2 separate regions of the Zea mays genome follow, and region 1 is linked to region 2. The links are chromatin contacts, called in public Hi-C maps. All regions are on one chromosome and are shown on one strand. The core of a region is the stretch at or near the end of the contact, and the rest is flanking DNA. Distances in the headings are between cores, read along the strand shown. Region 1 holds the start of LOC541633 (response regulator 7). Region 2 holds the start of LOC100193122.

Region 1 (4,237 bases), core at 1,299-3,798, 680 kb after region 2:
CCTATTAAAACAACATACTCTTGAGAGTCTTTTCTTTGGTCGGATAAGTCTTGCTGAGTAATTAACTACTTAGAGTTTTATTCTATATGTTGTTGCAGGTTTGAAATTTTAGTAACTCAGCTATAGTATATTTAAACTAAGTCTATATATATATATATATATATATATATAAAGTCATGCGTCTGACTAGAGCCAACCACTTTCTTTCCCGAGAAGCGAAAAGGAGGAGAAACTTCTCCGGGATCAATATTCTACAAGCTTTGTTTGTCCGAAGCAAGGCCAAGCTGCAGATTTTTAAAGTGAACTGTTGGGATTTGGGGAGATTGCCATCTAATCGTACCATTTTTTTATTCGGTTGACGATACACGAGGATCTCCTAACCAAAAACAATTGCCATCAAAAGATATGGGGGATATATGCGACCCATATGACTCAACAAAGGCTGGATAAAAGCTCAAGGGAGCTCCCATGTGCTAAGCTAAGCCAGCGACAAAGCATCACATCAAGCGCACAAAAAATTCTTGAACACAAACACAACTATTAATGTTAAAAATCGAGGCAAGTTTCACCTTCGACCTTCGTGAAAAAAAGACGTCAAATTCATAGTCTAAGTTTTCACACCTGTTTGCTTTGGCCACGGATCTAGATGAAGATTTGCCTATCTTTTGATTAGTTAGATCTCGTTGTGATCTTCCTTGATCACCCATTCTCAGCGAGTCAATGCCATTGAAAACTTTGTTGATAGAATGAGGGTTTGGTTTTTTATGCTATATGAGTGAAAAAAATAAAAATTGTTATTAATCTTTTAACATAATTTTAGGGAAAAATCTGTTAAATTTCTCGGTGCCAGAATGACATAGAGATTTACCCTACTCTACTTCTCTTTCATCTCTAATAATCTCTATCAACTTTGACGAGTGATAGACGAGACGATGAGACTTTGTTAGCATATAGAGATAGAGGAGATATCGCCCACAAGTATGGTGCTGGACAAGGTAGGGATAAAGGACGAAGGCAAAGAGGACAAGGCTATAGGTCGAGTGGATGAGGACTAGGGCTAGACACTATAGGAGAGGAGATGGAGAACCATGGCACTAAGCAGAAAGGACATGGGGCTACCTTAGGGGATGTATGGAAAGACCGAGAAAAGGATAAGATTTCATGTCCAACATCGAGAAAATTTGACATATTTATTCTCAAGGAACCCGTTGACACATAAGTAGCTTAAATTTATTCAACCAGAAATTAAACATATAGTTGTTACAACATCTCCAAGAGGGGCTCTATATGTGGCTTATTTTAAAATATAGGACTCGAGATCATAAAGCGCCCTCCAATAGTGTTCCAATTTCACAAAAATTCATGAAACAGTTACAGAGCTCGTCTATCGGGTCCTAAATGTAGTACCCGATATATTAGAGACCTATCCTCATCTTCTCTTAATATCCAACTATTTATTTCTTAATACCGTAATTTACTGCTAAATAGCATTATTTAAGTTTTAACTGTCGAGGTAAAAGTTTCTTTTGAAGACTAAGCAACACTCTAAATATAGTCCCGTTTTGATTATTAGTGCTCTATTTTAGAGCTCTTGGTTGGAGATGCTGCTTAGTACAGTGGTGTAAGTTGCCATTTCTTACGTCCCACCTGGCAGCTGGTGCCCCAGTGCATTTCCACCACGATACGAAAGATGCCGTCGACAGCTACGGACTGAGCGTGTGACAGGTGGGGCCGGAGAGATCTTGGCGATCTGGGTCCTCCGCGATCGCGAGGGTGACGCATCCCGTCGCCGTCCGCTGACCCGGACCGTCCGATGCCCCGGATGGAGGTTCTGTTTGCCGGACCGGACGCCATCGTGCGCGTGCCTTTGAGCAGAGTTTTGCCGGGCAAACCTGTGCCATGCCACCACCCACCCACCAACCCAATGCTCGGTACGTGCACCCAACTTGTTTTCAACACCATGGGATGGGATGGGACTCAAGTGAACTGATTTTGTATAGGTGATTTTCTATCCTTGTTCTCCGAAAAGAAAATAGAATGTCATGTATCACGATACGACATTTCGGTACCGTCAGTCGTTTCTTTTGTTTTCAAGATCAAAAAATCAGACTGCACAGCAACAAAAATAAAATACAGTACTTGGTAGTTATACTGAAATATTGGTACATTATTAATAGTGAGTAAATCCAGTGCTTCCCTGTCATCTCATGCGTGTGCCCTACCAGCTTGGACTCGTGATCTGGTAGCATATCTGCAATTAAAACCAAATCACTGTCATCTCACGGAACTCGGCTGCATTATCGCTATCATTTATTATACGGCCACTTGACTCGATTTGGTTCGGCAAAAGAGAGGGAGAGAGAGAGGGAGGAGAAAGCGTGGAGAGAGATTCTCTCCCGACAAGCAAATCCGGAGGAAGGAAAGCATTCCCGCGGGCCCACCACCCTCCCAACCCCGCTGGGGCCCCACCCTTCGTCTCCTCCTCGTTCGTGTTCATCTATTCTCTTGTGCTGCGTTTCTCTTCCCTTCTCTCTCTGCTCCGGGTTCAGAGCAGAGCTCAGCGCCCTGTCTCCCTCCCTCCCTCCATTCCTCCTCCTCCGCTCTCTCTCTGCAGGCCTGCACTGTGAGGAGACTGTGACCCGGGGACGGAGAGCTCCTTTCTTCTCTCTCATCGCTCCACCCCTTATTTACCGGTCGGTTGTTCCTGGGCCGTCCCGTCCCGTCCCGTCGTCTCGCCTGGGTTCTCGCTTGCTTCTCACCATCACTACCACCGTCCACACCATCGCGAGGGCCTGGAGGGAAGAGGATGGGACAGGGAGGAGAAGTGAAGGCGGCGCCGGCCGTGAGGGTGCTGGTGGTGGACGACTCCCCCGTCGACCGCAAGGTCGTGGAGCTGCTGCTCCGGAACCACAACCACCAGGGCGGCGCCGCGCCATTCCACGGTCAGCGGCTCCTGCTCCTCAGCTCCTCGCTTGCTCCCCTCTCGTCCGGTCCCTTCCGTTCCGTCTGGCCACTCCATTCCTCCCCTCTGCTGGTCTCGACGACCCTTCTCGGCGGCCCGTGTACTCTGATCCGGGATTATGGCTATGCATAGGAATTGCATGGCATGATCAAGCTTCATCCATTCGTCGTCTGTCAGTTGCTTATCAGTACTGTTGAAGAAAAAACGAAATTAAATTTCCGCAGCATGAACTAATTAAGGCCCGGGTTTCGTTCCTTTCCTCGTTTGGTTCAGTTACCGCCGTCGACAGCGGCAAGAAGGCAATGGAGCATCTCCGGCTGATGGAGCAAGGCGGCCAGCTGGATTCATGTGCCGCTGATGCTAATGTGAGTACTACCAGTACCACACCTATACCCAGTCTCATGTACTCGCCGCCCAATCGTAGGCCACCGTACATGTCTGCAGATGCCGAGCTGTCTCTTAGAAATGGAGAAAGGTTTCCTTTAGTGTACTGATTTAGTTCTAGTGCGTTAGTATTACCAAGGAAAAAAAACATAGACCGTGTTCTCATGACGTGATGAGATCTTTGACTGCAAGTGCAAGTGCAAGCAGAAATGAAACTGAGATAAGAATGGTTTTTGCAGCGGATAACCATTGACATCGTGCTCACGGACTACTGCATGCCGGAGATGACTGGCTACGACCTGCTCAAGGCCATCAAGGTAGTTAATCTCCCTCCTTATTCTTGACTTGAAAAATATAACAATCCTGCCATTCTCTCCGCTGAAAGAAATTATACTACTTGGACAAACTGGCAGGCGCTGAGCTCCCCTAACCCGATCCCGGTGGTGGTGATGTCGTCGGAGAACGAGCCCCAGAGGATCAGCAGGTGAGGAACAAACGAACCAATGAAACCCCCCCAAAAAAAAACCCTTCTCTTCTCGCCGTATTAATTCATATCGCTGCCTGGCGCAAAGGCAAAGCAGATTCCTGCCGTTGGTTACATTTTTACATTTTACATCGAGCGAAAGCCGCTTTTCCTCTCTGGCTATATGTTCTGTGCCGGCGGGATTCAGATTTGCGCGCCTTTTCCCATCCCCAAAGGCGAAAGGGTTTGGTAGATTTTGCATTGCACATCAGCACTACTAACAGGCGCGCCCACCACCACCACCACCTCTGACCTCTCTCAAACTTTTTTGGTTGATGGATGGGGTCATAAAGCAGATGCCTAACCGCCGGTGCCGAGGATTTCATCCTCAAGCCACTCAAGACCAAGGACGTGCAGCGCCTGCGCAA
Region 2 (4,697 bases), core at 2,146-4,645:
TATGTGTTCTTGTTTGGAGGTGGCGCTGTTTCTTGGAAGTCTTGCAAGCAGACTATCTTAACAAAGTCTACAATGGAAGCAGAACTCGCAGCATTAGACACTGCTGGGGCTGAGGCCGAGTGGCTTCGTGATTTCCTATTGGATTTACCGGTAGTTGAAAAACTGATACCGACTATTTTCATGAACTGTGACAACCAAATGGTGATTACAAAGGTTAACAGTTCTAGGAATAACATGAAGTCTACAAGTCATGTTAAGAGAAGATTGAAATCTGTCAGAAAGCTGAAAAACTCCGGAGTTATAACGGTGGATTATGTCCACACATCGAATAATCTGGCAGATCAATTCACTAAGGGTCTGCCACGCAATGTGATAGAAAGTGCATCGAGAGAAATGGGTATGAGACCCATGTGAAATCTACTCTAGTGGTAACCTGCTCTATGTGATCGGAGATCCCGTGAAGTAGAGTGGAGAAACAAGCTAGGAGTAGGTTGTGAGGAAAGATCCCTTCCTTAACTCATTTATGATGCACATCTTTCCTAACTGTAAGGCAGGATGATATTTACCTTAATGTATTCCAAGAGTCTTATAAAGGTGAGATGTTGTCCTACAGAACATCTTCTGAGGAATACACCTATATGAGTCAGACTGCTGGTCACGGTCTATGAGACTTGGGTAATCCCTAAATACTCATGAAAGGCACTGAAGTGTGACTTATATGCTTCTAAACAGCGGGAATGCCCTTTTGCAGCCTAGTATCAGCAAAGGATTTGAGCGAATCTCATTTCGCACAAAAACTGTCAATTCAAGACTTAGTCCATTGTTCAGTTGTGAATGAGTGAAACTCTTATTCTAGATGGATGTTCAACTTAACAGTCTCCATCAAAACACTGGTATATCAGAGGATTGTGATTCTGATACTTCATCATTACAAACCCTAGAGTTTGGTGGGGATTGTTGGATCTTTTATGGGTTTGACCTATTTATTCAATAAACTTTATGGTGTGTAATGGTGGAGAATACCAAAAGTACCATATTGGAATTCCAAGGGTCGTTGGCTTGGCTTATATGGTGGGAATTATTCCACTTAATTTGAGAAGTCAATAAACGAACCAGGCCTGCCACACGCGCACGCACCGTTGCTGGCCGGCCGGGCCGGGCATGGCGAGGCAGGCAGGCTGGCGGCGAGCGGGCGTGGCGTGGTTGTGTTAATTTTTAGCACTCATTAACCGGGGGAGTTTCAACTCCGGGTTAAACCTTCAGATGCCCGTCTCTTGATCTGCCGCTTGCGAGACCCTTCTCCTTCAGCTTCCCTTCCACGATAAGGATAAAAGGGGGAGAACTCCTGTCGCTTGGCACAAGAATAGAACTCTTTGAAAATCATAGTCCAGCAGCAAGTGTGGGTATTTCCATCTCGTAACTCTGCGCGCACAGAGGAGCGAGAGGGCAGGTGCCTCCGAAGCCCTTGCCGATCGAGACCTTGCACAGGGAATCGACAATTAGGTTTTTGGGGAGCGTCTATGCGACTGCCCGAACATTCTTCCTGGTGTCTCCATCTCGTACGGATGACAAGAGAAATTAGACAAGGATTAGGATACTCGGAGCGCATGAGAGGGGATGATCAATTTAGATCCTTACTGTTTTACGTTCTGCAAATTATATATGTTTCATATGTTTATCTCTGTTGTTTCGTATGTAGCCATGAATTTATCCAAACTGTTTTGCCATATCATATCATGACTGTTCTGATGCCTGTTCATGCTATTAATATACCATACCTGTTTGTAGTAATTTTACGGTCACACTATTTATATTGCTATCTATTTATTTTCAGTTGTTCCATCATGCTGCATGTACCATATTTGTATGTTTATTATATTTATATGATTCATACGTTTTATATTCTCATGTTCTATATTGTTATGGATATATTTGACATCATGATGTCTATGATTAATCATATTTTATATGTTATCACCATAATGTTAATTTATGGAATTAAAATAATATAAAAAATGCCTATATTTCTAACACCACCTTCTCTCATCATTTTGCACATGGCATCCGTCACTCCATCCTCTCGATTGTTACCGTGCTCCATCTGCCACCACCGTCTCAACCGCCACCTTCAATCTCTTAGCCAATCTCCACCACATCTTTTATCACATCCATATTTCAAACTCCTCTTTGCAAATAGTTCTATCTATAGTGTATTTTTCACGATCATATACATGGAGACAATGTTATAGAGATGGCAATAGGAAATTTACTGTCGGGGAATAGCTCCACATCCCTGTCTCCGTGACAAAAAATTTCTCCATAGAGATCTCCACGAACGTTTGAAGAGGACATTTCCTCCACATCCCCGTTCCAGTGGGATAAGTCCACGATGGGGATTCTCGTCTCCACTTAAATTATAGTTCGTACATATATATTTTTGTTATTAATACAGAACATTATCACTTATATACATTGTCAGATGTTAAAACAAACATATTTGTATAATGAGTGATCTCTTAAAAAAATAATTATTTTATTTTTAACTATTATATAAAACTATCGATACATACAAGTTTAACTGATCCTACAGAAAATATGGATATGAAATGCTTCTGTCTCTGTCCTTACTTAACAATCGGTGATGAAATTTTCTTCATTTACATCTAAATGGGAATCCATATCACAGCCTAGGATAGAAGAATTTCCTACAGCAAATCTCTAAGACTGTCTCCAACAACGTCCTCTATATCCGTCCTTTACAGTTTTCTCTAAAAGATTCCATCTCCTATATCTACTTTCTCTCCAACAACGTCCTCTAAATCACGTCCTCTATATATAAATACATATATTAAAGACATTTTTAATTTTTAAATTTTTGTACATACGTATTTGTCATACTCTCAAATGTATTGTACATATTTTAGTTTTATTAAACCGATTGTTTAAAGTATTCAAATAGATAGAGAACCGTTTAGAGAAACTCTACATATAGAGTATCCAGCAGCGTTCTCTAAATTTAGAGAACCGTTTAGAGTATGTTGCTGGAGCGAATAGAGGACGTCCTCGTCCTCGAACACCACTACACCAGGAAAACATCCGTGAGCCAATCTGCTAGTCCCCGAAAAACAAGAACCATCGTACGGGTGACGTGGCCAACACTTCCGTTTTTGTTCCGGCCAGGCGGCTCGTGTCCCCGCAGTCGGCAGGAGCGCGGACGCAGATCCGACGGCCTAGGGGCACTCCGGGGAGGCCACGCAACGCGCGCGGCGGCAGGCAAGAACTCCGAAGTCGGCACGGCCGCACGGCCGCTACGATACGGCGCCCTCACAATTGGGCCGTTATAAAACGTCACAGGAGGAGGAGATAGGCACACGGCGTGCCGCGGTGGGCGACCTTTTTTGCACCGGGAGATAAATCGACAGCACCCTGACCTCAAGTCCTCAACCCGCAGGCCGCAGCTGCTCCCGCCCGCCGCGCAAGCGGCCAAGCGCCGCCGGTTCTTCTCGAGCAAGTAATTAATCCTCTATCCTTTTCTTCCTCCTCTGTCTAATCTGCGTAGCCCATCATGAATTTTTGGAGCTTTCGATAGAAATTCCGCCGGTGCGTATGGTGGATTCTATTGTTATTGATCTAATGACGAGTAGTGCGCCAATTTTGGGGTTTTTTTTGTTCGGGCTACTGTGGATTTATTCTCCAGTCACTTATTTGATGGCGAGATGTTAGATCAAGTTCGGATGTGTATCGGGTGTTCTTTTCTTTGTTGTGAAGTATGCCCCTCCTCGTTATTTCCACCAGCAATCGAGGTCAGCTCTGGTGTTGTGGCGATGTTGTTGATCGAGTTTTGGGGCAATATATCGGCTGTCGATTGAGTTTTTGGGCAATATATCAGCATGTTGATTGTTGAATATAACTCGTTTATATGCGCTCTACTCTGGTCGATGCTTTTGTCGTCTGTGGGACATACATGCCATTTTTTTTGTTTAACCTTTTCTAGCTGATTAGCAGCCATCTGAGAACGTGAGAAGATAGGTGAAATTAATCTTGGAGTTCTGAATCCATCCTATCTTGTAGCTTCACATTTGCACATTGACTCCTGGTACCATCCTATTGGTAACAACGTCCTTTATATTCATCTTTTATATCCATGTAGGTTCTCTATAAAAGATTCTTTTCTTATATCTCGTTCCTTTTCAACACCGTTATCAATTTTATATATAAATACCCATATTAAAGACATATTTTATTTTAAATTTTTATGCGTACATATTTGTTATTATTCTCAAATGTTTTATACATATCTTAGTTTTGTTTAATATGATAGAGGAGAGTAGAAAGAATCCATATATGCAGAGGAAAGAGGAACATCCTCTATATTTAGGGAACCCTGCTGGAGGGGATAGAGGAGAGAATTACCTAAATTTGGAGGAGAGGAGCCTTCATAGGCTCTTATTGGAGGCAGCCTAAAGGGTCATCTACCCCTCTATATTTAGAGAAGATTTCGTCCTCTATATGCTCTAACGGTATTCTTTGCAACGTTTTCTAAATATAGAGGACGCTTCTCCATCCTCTCTATATAAGGTCTCACCTTTCCTCTATCTATTTTTATATTTTAGAAAACGGATTAAGCAAAACTAAAATATGTATAAGATATTTAAAGATATGATAAATACGTATGGTATGATCTCTACTCCTTAGGT

Evidence for each region. A called contact is a pair of places that touch in the nucleus more often than the background predicts.
Region 1: a contact with region 2 is called in a Hi-C map of leaf, with 5 times the contacts expected there. The contact joins the promoter of LOC541633 here to the promoter of LOC100193122 in region 2. A contact is called at or near these places in 6 of 25 Hi-C or Micro-C datasets (bundle sheath, ear, leaf and 2 more).

What each region holds. Positions count from the first base shown.
Region 1 is chr4:122,833,845-122,838,081 of Zm-B73-REFERENCE-NAM-5.0, forward strand. LOC541633 (response regulator 7) reads left to right here and starts at 2,549. Exons shown (of 6, transcript NM_001111388.2): 1 at 2,549-2,942; 2 at 3,236-3,327; 3 at 3,586-3,663; 4 at 3,760-3,830; 5 at 4,166-4,237. The coding sequence starts at 2,807.
Region 2 is chr4:122,156,008-122,160,704 of Zm-B73-REFERENCE-NAM-5.0, forward strand. It overlaps LOC100193122, which reads left to right and starts at 3,396. Exons shown (of 6, transcript NM_001138283.1): 1 at 3,396-3,511.